2 separate regions of the Oryzias latipes genome follow, and region 1 is linked to region 2. The links are chromatin contacts, called in public Hi-C maps. All regions are on one chromosome and are shown on one strand. The core of a region is the stretch at or near the end of the contact, and the rest is flanking DNA. Distances in the headings are between cores, read along the strand shown. Region 1 has its middle 8.7 kb from the start of six3. Region 2 overlaps srbd1 (S1 RNA-binding domain-containing protein 1).

The links. A called contact is a pair of places that touch in the nucleus more often than the background predicts.
Region 1: a contact with region 2 is called in a Hi-C map of embryo, with 4 times the contacts expected there. The contact joins two enhancer-like sites. A contact is called at or near these places in 3 of 5 Hi-C or Micro-C datasets (embryo and fibroblasts).

The regions. Positions count from the first base shown.
Region 1 is chr15:16,145,776-16,152,894 of ASM223467v1, forward strand. No RefSeq gene overlaps it. Among protein-coding and RNA genes, the nearest start is that of six3, 8.7 kb to the right of the region's middle. Within about 2 kb of position 5,241, at least 2 of the 8 cell types and tissues checked have an H3K27ac peak or open chromatin away from gene starts, as enhancers often do. A contact at or near this core is called in embryo, where this site is marked.
Region 2 is chr15:16,018,288-16,025,652 of ASM223467v1, forward strand. The region is part of intron 14 of srbd1 (S1 RNA-binding domain-containing protein 1); the gene reads left to right. Among protein-coding and RNA genes, the nearest start is that of srbd1, 20 kb to the left of the region's middle. Within about 2 kb of position 1,289, at least 2 of the 8 cell types and tissues checked have an H3K27ac peak or open chromatin away from gene starts, as enhancers often do. A contact at or near this core is called in embryo, where this site is marked.

The DNA.
Region 1 (7,119 bases), core at 3,991-6,490, 130 kb after region 2:
CCTGGTAAACAACTCAAATTCCATCTAACTTCATTAGACAGTTCATGACATGAAACTGATCAATCAGTGTTAATGTTGGCATAGCAGACATGATAACGTGTACAGTTCTGTTTGTCTGTTTCCTCCTAAATACACTAACAAGTTCAACCTGCCAGACGATTGAATCAGCTTGCTGTGTGTTTACACATTCTGATGTTAAAATAGCTCACATAGAGGATAAATTAGACAAATGTGCTAGTAAACTTCTGTTTACAAATGGCAGCTTTAATAATCAGTCTGGGTAACTGCCAAAACACTTTATCGTTTTATGTTTACAAACATTAAAATAATAGTCATGATAAATAACCAGAATTTTAAGTATACTATTAACTCTTGTGCTATCCTATGACCCCACCCTTACACTGACGTGTTCTCCCTACCGTGACAAATGTGGATAAAGGTGGAAAGATTTCATGTAATCCATGGACACCAGTGAAGATCAAAAATCATTGAAGAAAAAAGGTTCAGCGCACTGTCTAGTGGGGTCCAGATGACCCAACTCCCAATGTGTAAGTGCCTAGGATAGCACAAGGGTTAATGAGATGAAACTATTTGTTTTTGGCCATTGGCCTTAAAAGAAAATCAGTCAAAAGATTGTTCACTGCTGCCTCCCAGTGTTCATTAAGGGTTACTGCAAGACTTTTCTTGTATAGTTACTTTACAGAAATATAAGATATGAGATTTTACCTTATCTGACAAAAAAGAAACAAAACCAGTCCAAAAAATAATTTAAGCTATTTTCTCTGATAATCAGGAATTTGTAGTTCCATTTGTAAGCTAAAGTGTTGATGTCCCATTATGTTTCGATAACAGCAAATTGCATTTGGAAAATTAATTTTTCTCCCAAAGTCAATGACATGGTTTACATATATAATGTTTACAGGCATACACATGTTATTTCATTCTAAACAAAATTGAATACTTATTTTTTCCACTGTTCCCATCCATTATTAACCCCATATGTCTTATTCATCTTGATAACTTACACTAGACTGGTTTTCAGGCTTCTGATTCACCTTTTTGTTGTTCTCTTACCTGGAGCAATGGCAGCTGCTTCAAGTCTCCATCTTTCCCTGTTGCTGTTAACTTACTGCTTGATTAATTCATCCACTGCACATCAAACGCTCCAGGTTTCAGAATTTTGTCTGACGAAGTGCAGAAATCACAACACGAGTATATCCTCGTCGCACATAGGTCAACATAAAGAAGGCTGGCAGTAACCTTAAAATTTTAGCACACTCCATTTATAATTTGTTGTACACTTGACTTGATCCAGACACAACTTTGGAATAGATCCGGAAGGCATGAGAGCCTGAAGAAGCAGCAGGAAATGCTGCAGAGTTGAGCAAAAAAGACTGTATTTGCTAATGCATTCCTCATGCTGCCAATCTTCTTTATTTTAAAGTTATATCTCACTTGTATGGTTTAGGTTTGTGCATTAACAAATGATAATTTTATAGTTCCTTGTGGTTGTAACTGAGCATCTCTTTTTCCATTTTTCCATCAAATTAAAATAAAATAAATTGGGAAATTATTTGCTTTAAAAGGAATAATTAATATCTAAATTGTATTTTTGATGGTGAGTCAGAAAAAGGTGAAGAAGCAATGATGCACAGACCCACCACGTTGCCACGGTGACACTGGTGTTACATGAATCCTGTGTATTTAGACTCTAACAGGATTAGAAAATAGTGGCATTACATGCAGCAGACATCATCACACAATAAATGAACTAACAAAACCCATGATAATAGTTTGTTCCATTTGAAAACACTAGTTAATCTGAAACATGCACGTAAATAATTACTGTTCTGACTTTTGGAAACCCAAAATGTCCATTTCTGTTTAAAAACTTGGTGAATTAATGCATTTTGTGTATAAATCTAATACACTGATTCATCGGGGGGAAAAAAGTTTTCATCAAACACATGTAATATTGTTTTGAAGATAAATTTTAACTCAAATAAAGCACTCATCTTTTCCTTCTAAACCAGACACACTGTAAATTTGCATTTTGGATGCATCACTAGAGGGCACTGTAGCATAATTACTGTGCAAACGTGGATTGTACAAAATGCATTACAGTTAAATGACATCTGTCTGCAGGAGTAAGTGTATTCTGCAGCACATTTGTACATACAGCTTTTTGTCTTGTGTGCGTCCCACATTTGAAGAGTGAATGTGAGGAGGCTCTGTCTTAATCCCAGAACAAACGCTGTGCAGCATCTCATTCATCTCTGCTCCTTGGGGCTTTACAGGCTACCAGTATGCTGCAGAGGATTACATCAGGGAAATCAAAAGAGTGCACATTTGCACATTGCCCACTGACACCATCGCACCAAGAACAGACACCACTGAGTTAAGCCAATTGACCGTTTCTCCTGCTCTCAACCTCTGTCCTTGCCCTCTCTTAGTCCTCTCCTACTGCTCACATTCAATTTTTATGCTGTGTGTATCTGTGTGCATGCATGTGTTTGTAGAGCGGCCAAGGAGGGGATGCTGGTAGAAAGAATTAAACTGTTGGAAGAAATTCTCTTCTCAGCTCAGTTTATTTAGTTTGTTCAGAATTATATAAAATGTCATTTTGACATTTCTGAGTGTTGAAACATGTGAGGAACTCCTGAGAGCATTTGTGGGATTTTTTTCCCCTTTCAGATGGTGTTTGAGGGTCCCCTCCCCACCAGAACGAATCACTGCTGAGATTAAGTCAGTTTTGAAAGAATAGGAAAGAATATTTGCTGTTTTGGCCTGTGACCGCTCCCCTCTCATCCATCCATGAGACATTCACTCGACCTCTGAGCTCTGAACACTCAACTGTGTTTTCATTCTCCTTGTGGGAGTTATGCAGCTGCTGCTGCTGCCTGCTGAACTGGACAGAGTGAAGCGAGTGTGGAGGACAAGGCCAGTGTATGCTTTAATAATGCATGTGTTTAGGGGGGCCACCTCGGGACAGAGGCCGTTTTTAAATAGGCCGCTTTAGCGATGCTCCACAACCGACTCATGTACAAGAACCTATTAAATATAGAATAAGTGGTCGAACAAAACATCCTTCTTCAGCTGAGGGCCTCCTGAGCCCTGAGCCAGTTATTAACAGGGAAGGTCCATGTACCATGCAGATGTTTGATAGAGGAGGAATTGTGAAGAGTGAATTTAAACAACATTTTTCCTACAACTTTCTGTTTTCCAAGACAAGTAAAACCTTTCAGCAGAATACAGAAAGGCTGAGTAAAAGAAAAACGCCCCAAAGAATTCCAAAAAAGTTTTTGTTGTCAGTATTTATTAATAACCACTTTTTTCACACATCTGAATGTGTATTGTGCATACAGGCGATGTCATCAACACATGCCTGATCCTTGTGCAATAAAGTATTTTTAAAGTGCACTTTATTTCACAATACTTTCATTTGTGTAGAATACCAACATGTTGGATTTATTTTCATCTATATTCTTCAAACTTTATAACTCAGCTCTTCCGGCCTTACAAAAAAGCTTTGGCTATACATTCTTTTGAAGCTGGCATCAGAAATAAACCACTTTGAGACATTTAAGGGACTTTAAAATAGGGAAATTAATGTTTTGCATTTAAAATATGAAGTATCCCTTTTCACTACTGCAATCATTTAATGGTGGATACATGGCAAATTCCTGTAAGCGTTTCGCTTTGCATTTACAGTAAAAATCATTGCCGTTGCATGCTCTCTACTCTTTTCCTCCGGCTGTCCACAACAGGGGAGTTCAACTCTAAAAGGCTGTGCTTTAGCAGAATCCATCTGCCAACAGTTCTATCTGCTACCAGTCCTATATTTCTCACAGTCATCGCTCACTCTGGAAAATTCTGGGTATTGGATTTAAAAATGTAACCAGGGATCAGAGGTTTCCATTTCAGTCTTCTGGCATCTGGATCCCCGATCTCCCACTACATGGGGAAGTTGGTTTACTGTCATAACAGCATTTGACTTTCATGGAATCAAAATTTTCATGAAAATGTATTGACTGCATGTGCATGTAAGCAGACTGGAGCATTTGGCTTTTTCTGTTATTGTCTGTATACAGTAAAAATTGTGAATAGTTAATAAAACAAACAGTCATTTCAAATACAAGTGAATAGTTATGGTAGTTTATGCGCAAATGTATTTCCGTTGTGTTAAATGTACAAACACATTTTATTATTATTAGTAGTAGTAGTAGTAGCAGTAGTAGTAGTAGTAGTAGTAGTAGTAGTAGTAGTAGTAGTAGTAATATTATGAAAAAATACAATGGGCTTCCCGGCACTAACTTGAAAAAAGCTGATTGGAAAGACTTTTCTCTTTTATTCCACTTGTGTCCTCTAGGTGGCGGTCAAGGAACACGTTAGAGCCTCAGCTGCTCCCCGTCCCGCCGCTGTCTTCTCTCAGAGGGGCTTTCCTTCCCTCGGAGCTGGTTGTGAATGGGGGAAGGGAGGCATCCAGGGTAAACCATCCCATCGGTTTATAAATGGAGGTTAAATTGATAAGGACACCGGGGCCTCTGTCAATTCCCGACCTTTTGTTCAGTGCATTGGCCTCAAAAAGGAGGCGTGGCATCGCAGGCTTTGGAGGAGCAGGGTGTGCCACACAGACCAGTCAGTGTGTGTCATTCATTGTTGAACCCTTGGGCCCATTCTAAAATGTTTTTTTCCCCTCCAGAATATTCGATTGCAGTTTCTGCGAAGTTGAATAACTAATTTCCAATAAATTTAGCATCTGGATGGAATGTTTAGTGTTGGGCCAGTTTATTTACTAAATCGTTTAGTTCTCTGAAATATTCAAGTGTTGTGGAGCCAAAAAAAGCAAAGTGTGGATGTCTGTGGATGTCTTAGTTATTTAGTATTTTCTGGCAGCAGGAGCTGCAGAGGACAGAAAAAGCTCAGCAAAATAACCAACAAAGTTTATTTTAATATGTAGTTTTACTGTTTTGGACTGAGTTCAAGCTAAAGCCAATATTTCTCTAATTTTTAGAGGTTTAAATATTGCTTTCTTCATGCTTCCCCCCTTATTTATTTTGCTCCATGTGTGCGTAAAATCTGTTTGGTCGAGGCGCCTTTCTTTGCGCGCATCCGTGCCGTGCGCAGGAAGCCTGAGAACGGCTGCAGAAATCACAGGTGCCGGGCTCTGTTTAAGCTGCTCAGCCCTCTGTCCACTCGGTGTGCACAAGGCGAAAGATCACAGCACTGCTACGCAGCACCCCCCACACAACACACACAAGCTACCTTCGCGCCGTGCGTGCAGGGCTGCGCTTGTGCGCGCACTTGAGTGTGTTATGGGGGTGCGTGATAATCACATTCGCTCGAGTAAGCTAGATTTGGGTTGCTTTCATGTCGTACTTGTTTTAAATAGATGAGGCTTGCGCGTTGGCACTGCACACTAAGAAGCATCAGACTGGACCGCGTCTTGGCCACACATGCGCACACGCGCGCACACATTATACAGCGGGAGTGACCTCTAAATTGCTCTTTGTTGTTCTAACTTTGCCCTGAATGCTGACGTCGTCTTGCAGAGAGGACGTGCGCGTGTGATGAATGGTGTGCGTGTGAGAAGGCGCTGAGGGAGGTCGATCAGCTGTCATCAAGCAGCAGGTGCACAACGGCGCGCATTAGGAAAATTGCGCACAATTCAGCCACCACATTAAAAAAATACGCCTCTACATGCAAAACACATTTTGTAGTCTTATATCGTTCAACTTCTCCATCTCACCTTCTCCATCTCTTTAAATGTTTATTGAATTGTAAAAAATAAAATAAAAAGGAGTTTAAGTATTCTATTTATTCCATTGTAAATGGAATAAAAGTGATGTTTGATGAAATTACAAAATAGTTCATGAGATCGTCACTCTATTAATTACTGTGAATATGTGTTGTACAGAAAAGACTAGAAGATGTGCGTTTTGTCTTTAGTTCCAAAAATGGAGATGTGGCCCCATCATAACTGCTGAGGTGCAGAGTTTATTCTTTTAGCCCCCCCCTCATTCCGCCTCTGACAACTGCTGATAAATAAACATACTTGGATAAAAAGTCGCGCTCGGGTGTTGAAATCGTAGAAATCAAGAGGTAAGCAAGAACAGGTCAGGGTAATATTTGCCCCCCAACCCAGTTTGAATTGATAGATTAAAGTAATATATTGTAGTTGAGAATACGAAAAACAGACAGATTTTAGTTTTGACTGGATCATCCAAATGCAACCACCAACCCAACCAAATGAGCAGAATGTGTGAAACGTGTTTTCCTTTCCCATGCAAATGGTTATTTATCAAATATGCTGTTATTCCCCAATAAGGAGTTGACACTGAAGTGGAAAATCCTAAAGTTGTTATTTTTATGTCATAAAACTTGGTTTCTCACGCGAATTTAATGCATTTACGAGCGCATTTAGGCAACTTTGACAATCAAAGGTGAAGGACAGCAGGGCATAAAGATCACAACTTGTAAATAAAATGTTATTTATTTATTTGTTTGTTTATTTATTTGCCTGTCTGTCTGACTGCTCTCAAAGAATGCAGACACGTCCTTGGAGTCCAAAAACTGCAGTCATTTTCACAGTTTTAGAGACTTTATTGTGAATCTATGATAGATAAGCCTATGGCTGTTACACAGATTTGTTTTTTTTCTCTTCATTTTCAGGACTTAAAGACACAAAAGTCTTAAACTAGAAGCCATCTTGTACCCAATCAGATGCGTTTGTGTTTGTTCTGCACCAGGTTAATGTGCCAATGAAGAAAGCAACTTTAGAAAGAAGGGAAAAAAGACTAGTGGGTGCGGGTCTTCATCTTTGCTGCACTTGTCTCACACTCCTGTTTGCTCTCATGTAAGTATCAGACACAGAGATTACTCTTCGCTAAGTTCCTTTGTCCTGTGATCCATATTTGAGCTGACAGATCACGAACAAGAGCTCCCCCACTGTTAATGACCCCAGCCAGCAACACAGTCTCACACTTCCAGCCCTTTTCGCTGCTGCCGCTCTGGCCTCCGTAAGTTTGAACAACTGAGAACCAGTTTCCATGCAACTCCCTGACAATGTTACACGCGTCTGAGCAGAAAGACAACATTGTTGACTTATGGTGTGTGTCT
Region 2 (7,365 bases), core at 39-2,538:
TATTATTATTTTATTTTACTTAACTCCTTTCTTTACTTTTTAAACATTTTTTATTTTAAGAAGAAGCGTAGTTGGTAATCTTAAAATAAAATAATAATTCCTATTAAACCAATTCATGCTGTAATATTATTATTAATTTGAATATTATTAAAAACTGTTCTATAATGTGACAAACATATAAAAAAAATTGTATATAATAAATGTATTTTAATCGGGATGAAGGCATGTCATTTTAAATACAGCTTAAAAAATATTTTAAACATTTATTTAAACTGGTGTTTTATTGAAAACACTGCAAATGGTGTAGAGACTTGTTTGGTTAAATTCAACGATGTACGGTATTTAAAAATGACTACCGTACTTTTCCATCTAAGGAAATGTAAAATCTGTTTTTTCCAGCTCACAGCAGCTTCATTGAGCTTTAAAAGGTTTATTGCCTTGGTGGCCTTTTTGTAAGATTTTGGCTTTTTAAGTGCCCACTCTGCAGGACAATGATGATTTAAAAGCAGACACGGGGGAATGATCTGAAGGATTGACAGCAGCTGAAAACCGAGAGTTTACTTCACTGGTTACTGACCCAGAGCTGACCCTGACTTACCACTGAAAAAACTTCCTTACCATTGCAAGAATGGTTGGAAAAATGGAATGAAGGACATCATGAAAAACAGAAAGACAGCACACTTCTTTATTTTAACATATTTATATCTGCATTCAAGTGACTTTTTGACCCTTTTTTTCTGAATGTTGTTGAATTTTTCGGGCTCTAGATGAACTGAAATGTGGCTTAAAATTTTTAGATTACCATGTGTTAAAGAATCAGACTTAGAATGTGAATGTCCATGAAAGCCATCTGGAATTCAGGCTATACTGAGAAGCACTGCAGGAAGATGGCCTGATTTAAGAATCCTGTTTTTGATCAAAACACCGGTTTCCTTGATCACTTAATAGTCCGTGTTTTTTTATTTATCTATTTAATGACATTTATTTTGCTACTTGTTAGGGGAGAAAATCATGCACACCTGTCGCAAATTGCATAGATGAAAATATTTTCAAAGTGATTTAACCAAGTGATTTTTTTCTCAGTTCAGTTACTTTCTTATCCTTTAACCCGACATATGCTCGACTCCTGAAAGCAGCTGTCAGAGGTTTGAGGTATGACATGGCTGTGCTTTGTTTACATGTACAGGCGTTCAGGTTTGCATAGTTCATTAACACTTTTCTCCTCTCTATGTGCCTCCTCTGTCAGCATTGGCTGTTGGGTAGTTCATTAAAATTCCCAGCCTCATTTACACCGTCTGCTTCTTGTCTCCCTGCAAGCATTCATTGTGTCTCCTCCCCCACCCTTAGCCATGTGTCTGTCTTCCACTTTTCTGTCCTTTTGCCTGAGTGCTCAGTTGGAATGACAGCAAGAAATGGCAGCCTGCAGGACATCCTAACTTGCATGGTGTTTGTTTGTATGGATGTGTATGTGTGAAGTATGGGAACATGTTAAATCTTCTATGTCTTTTTTGTCTGAGTCTTATCAATCTGAATACAATTCATTTAAAGATTACCTATACTATCAACGCTTAACATATTTGAATATATTTGTAATAGTTCAAAAAACACGTTTGTTTTTAACTTCTGTAAGTAAGGTCAATAGGTAGCACTTACTAGTCATTGGTAAATTTGCAGCCACTTACAATTTAAATGTGATATTACTGTTGTCATTGTTACTTTTACATTTGGTTTTGATGCATTTCGATGCCTCATTCTGAATATGGTTAAACTCCCTCTGTGATCATCTTTTGATCTACTTAAAAGTGTTCCCAGTGGCCTTTCAAAATAAGAAAAATGTGTCCTTTTCTAGGACATAGTTTCTGCCGAGCGGCAGAGTTGATTAGAAATTCGCCTCTTGAGTTGAGGGTGGGACTGTTGGCTTTACAGTCACAGTCCCATTCACACACTGGAGCCACCCTTCCACCAGAGGCAAGGTGGGGTTCAGTGTCTTCCCCAAGGAGTGTTCGACACATGGTTGGGCAGGGTGGGAATCGAACCTGCATTTTTCCGATCAGAGGGCGACCGCCCTACCACTGCCCCCTAAACTAAGAATAATCCTCTGCTTACTTCCCATAATCCTTTTGTTTACACTCTCTCCCGCTGGCCAACAGCCCCTCAACATAACTACTGGTGCAACAAAAAATGACGAGTAATATTTGAGCTATCCAGCAGTACAGTTTTGAGACAGATCCCACCTCAGACGAGGGAAACAAGACGTCTACAAGTGGATACATCAGAATGGAGCAGAGCAGGAAGCTTCTTTAAATGGCATTTTTAGATCTGCTTCTTATTCACAATGATTTGAATAAACAAATGCTCTGAAATGCAATTGTAAACTTAATTTTCTTTACATATGTCTTCTATGATGAGAAAAAGGCCACAAGAACACTATGACCCACTGAAATAGGTCTTTAGGGCAATAGAGTTGAATCGTATCTCATTAGACTGGTTTTGAGTTTGCTAAATTTTGTCATTTTGGAGGGATGCAGTACAGTAGATCCAACTGGACTTAAAGTCCAAACAGGAAGTTGCGTTATGTCTTCATCAAGTAAATGCAGGCTATTGTTCTTGGATCCACTTGAAAACCAAAATTAACTTTGCATAGTAAAAAAGCCTTATTGAGTTCACCATTGTATTTAGTGTAAATAATACAAGCTGTTGACATTCACTTTATTATTATTTTTATTACTAATTTCAGTATGAGCTTACAGATTTTGTGACTGTTGACATTTTTGAATTCTAGGTGTCTAATAAACCTAACTGTTTAAATTACATAACATTTTTGGTGGAAATTTTATTAAAGGAATGGGAGATTTCAATAATCATCACTTCAAATACAACAATAAGCAAATGCAACATAATGTAACATTGCAGTATGGTTTTAGACACAGTGATGCCATTTCTTTTTTCTATTCTTTATCCTAAGTGAGGAGTAAATCACCTGATTTGACTATTCACCAATGATTAGATTTCCAGCAAAGGAAGCCAACATGATTAACTTGAACAATGGGCCGCCAACATCCTGCAGGACATTAGACAGCATGAGGTATTATTGAGCTGACAAGGTTTGTCTGTGACTGTAGTGTCGCTCGCTGGCTGCACCTTAGGTCATTTGCTGTACAGCTGTGCCACAATAATTTAGTGACTCCCTGCTGCAAAATGCATTGTAACTGTTTTTTTTTTTAAATAAATAACCACGTTTTTGACTAGAAAAGGTTTTATAAATCAAGTTTTGAATAAACTTATTTTAATATTTATGCACACTATGTCAAAGATTGTTTGGATAAAGCTCCATATGGCTACCTTCTGGCCTGTAGGTGTGTGTCTTCTTTTCTCATGGTTCCCTGACAGGATAGAGCTGTGTGACCTTGAATACCATTAAGCTTTAACACTGATGGGACACCCAGGCTTTGTCAAAGCTAATAGGAACTTTTGGAAATGGTCAGAGGAATGTTTGTCAGTATGTGTGTATTATAGGAAATACAGAAGCATGCCACAAACATTGATCTAATGCATAAACATGTGAATGCTGCAAGGTTCTGTAAAACTCCTTAAGCTCACACAAACACAGATCTTTATCCAAAATTCATTTCTGCATGACTTTTGTATTTTTTTTTAGCTTAACCCAGCTCTTGTTCTGACTTTGCTTTTTTTGTGTCTGATTGCATAAAGTTGAACGATTATGTAACTTTTAAAATGACGTTTTGATGGTACTGGAAATGAACAGTGATCCGCACACTTTTGTATTTTGGGCTGCAAGCATCACAGATGACATGTTGTCTGAAACTGTTGATGGAAATGATATCAGAGGACAGCATTATGTGGGGTAAGGTCGGGGAGGTCTATCGGCACTTATGATGATACACACGCTGTGACCACAGCTTTAGGCTAGTAGAAATGACATCCAGTTTTTAGACCACTTGTTCTGTCGTTCCTGGAGGTAATTCGATGACTGCCCCTCTTTTTTTTAAGCCCACTAGTGATTCTTAATGGTTTTAACTTGAATAAATTAAACAGGTAGACTTTAATATTTCAATAAATTAATAACTGCTTCTATTGACGCACCAACAGATACACACCAGTGCTTGACTGCTCTGCCCTCTAGCTTCCTCTAGTTGGGATGAGATCATTATTACTGGATAGCTGATGGAGCTGGAGGACAGTGGTGGAGACTGTATTTATGACTCGATGTGGTGCGGGTATATGTATCCCCTGTCATACCCTCTGTCCAGGCATTCTCCAAGGGCCAAGCTAAGAGAGTGATGAACATGCAGTGGCAGGACAAGCGATGACTGGGTGAGATCCAGGGATTTAGGCCTCTGTGAAGGTTAAAGGTTGAACATGAAGGGAGGCAGAATAATTTACAGACACAGAAAAGCCTCTTCTTTGCTGTTGGTTTATTAACTATATTGCTCAAAATAGTGATTTAGAACAGTAGAATGACTTTCAATAAAAAATGATATTACATTCCATTTTATACTAAACAAACTTTAAATCTTAACTTTAAGATGAAGAAAATGTGCTCCATAAAGTCTTTTCAGGACACGGGGAAGAACGGAGCTCTGACTGGACCAATGATCCAAGTCAAGGGCAGTCTGAGAAGCATAGACATTTTTTATGATAATGTGACATTAAAAAAAAACTTTAACTGGAGATTTCATTTTGTATTTGACTTTCTTTTTAACTAAAGTTCTGTGTATGACACTTATCTCATTCTGATTTACTTTTGCGAATTTTTCCATTTCGATTTGCTTTAACCTGACACTCTTTAATATATATGTACCACAGAAAAATTAAATCTTTCTCACACTTCTTAATATTATTGAAATTAATTTAAAAAGAAGACTGGTTTTTGATGAGGAAACTGCAAGATGTTTCGCTTTGCTTCTCCTCACTCTGTTATACCTAAAAATGTAGTTTTTTATTTTTAACCAATGAAGCTAACTAGTTATACTTTGTTATTATTCTTCTATGGCTGCTTTTTATTTTATTGTATTCACTTTTATTCACCAATAGTTTTTTTTGTCAATTGTTTTTCATCATCTTCATCATCATCATCCTCATTTCTTTAAATCTAAAGCAAATTTAAACCAGCCAAAGAGGCCAAAAGTACTTTACACAGGGGAAAAAAACATTGTAAATGGCATAAACTTATATAGCGCTTTTCTACCTACAAGGCCCAAAGCGCTTTACAGTCACAGACCCATTCACCCAGTCGCACATACATTCACACACTGGTGGCGGCTCCGCTGGCGCCAACCTCCCAGCAGAGGCAAGGTGGGGTTCAGTGTCTTACCCAAGGACACATCGACTCATGGGCTTGCAAGGCGGGAATCGAACCTGCAATGATACGATCATGGGTCGACCGCCCTGCCGCTGCACCACGGCCGGCCCTGGTTGTACAATCATAAATCATATAAGAATTATTAGCATAAAACCAAATTAAAACAGAGATTAAAACCAGCATAATAACATGGCTAGGCTGATACTAAAGCACTGAAATGGAGGAACAATTCTTTTTTAAAACTCTCCAGGAGTGTCACTTCTCTAATTGCCAGTTGCAACATATCCTATAGTTTAGGAGACAACATGGCAAAAGCACGGTCCCCATGAAACCTACATTTGGTTTTAATCATTAAATTCACATTTTTTTCCGTATCCCTGTTGGTGATAAATTACACGGTTGAGTAAGTAAACTGAAAAGACTAAAAAAAGATGAACAGGGTCCTTTGATTTATTTTCGGCATTTGCAGGTAGTAGATGGTAAAAATACCTGCCAGTTATCCCTATCAACCTCTACCCCCTCCCTCGCCATTCCAAGCCTTTCTGGTTGCAAACGCTTGTCCCTTCTTCTATTCCTCCATTCATCTGCCATCATCCCCTGGGGTTACAGTGTTTCCTGTGATGGTTTTTCATTTGACAAACATTTGTGATGAGTTTGTGTGACATGTAATGTGTGTGCTTGCTGTGTATACTGTTGTGTGTGTGTGAGTGCGTGCCACAGGAACATGCCTTTCTTACTACCAGAATGATGCGAGTGTCTGTGAGGCTTTGCTCTTTTCAGACACACCTAACACCAACAGTTGGACTCTGTGCGTGTGTACGGCTGCCTGCCTGCCTGCCTTCTAGCGCCTCGATAGAGACTGACGGCCCCTGACACCTGCCATTTGGACGCTTTTCTCTGTGAAAAATGTCATCCTCTATAGACCCGACGTGTGTCTGTGTGCGTTTGTGTGTGCGAATGAGGGAGGTATGGCACATCTTCTATTCTTTTGCTCGAGGTCAAGCTTTGCAGCTGACTGAACAATAGACTCAAGCTGTTTCAGCAGCTTAGACAGAGAAAGTTGGTAATATAGTTTAGATTTTTTCCCCTTTTTTGCATCTATACCCGATCTGTTATTTTAGGTGTAGCCTATTTCTAATTCAATTAAGCTAGGTTCAATCTAACTTTTTTAGAAGAAGGAAAAAACTGTAAAATTCATTGAAAGTGCTTGAGCATAAAAAGAAGATTGTTTCATTTCTTCATTTTCGTTTTTAAAAGGGTGTTTTTGTTCTTGACAGTGTTTTTCACCACATTTCTAAGAGTCTTTCCACATGTGAAAATATTGTCTAATGTTCCTTGAATCCCTCAGTAACTGACTATGATGGATACCACCCATTTTTTTCTTGGAAGTGGTCTGTAACGTCAGACCTGAAAGGATCTGTTGAGTCATGTAGTGCGTTCAGTTCCTCTTCTCTAATTTTAGATTTTATCGATTTGAATAAATACAGTTTGAAAAAGTAATCAGGAAAGGCTTTTTTTGTTGATATAAAATGGAACTTACCTGATCTCTGGATAAACTGGTGGCATTTAAGCTGTTTTGGTCGTATTCTGTGCAGTGTCAGAGAGTTCTAAAAGATTCTCTTTTATTGGTTTTGTTCATCATCAACTTGGATTAAAGTGCATACCTGGGGTTTGAAATGACCTGGGAATAATATGTTGCGCTGAAAAAAGCTACCATTAACTCTATGTAATTTGAACTGTTTTGCTAGTTCATATTAACATTTGTAGGCATGATGTCCTACTCAACAAATTCAACTAACATTGTAATCTTAATTAAATTCTGTAAGAAAGATACAGACATTAAAGTTACATTTTTTTTATTTCATCCAAACTAAATTATTCAATTCAGACTTTGCCAGGTCTGTATGCCCTATTTGAGCTGTATGAAAACTTACCCAATTGATACAGTTTTATAGGAAACACACAATGGGGAAACACTTGTATAATTTTTCAATCATCAAAAAAATGTCGTTCTCCACTTTAAGGATTTTTATCTCATTTTA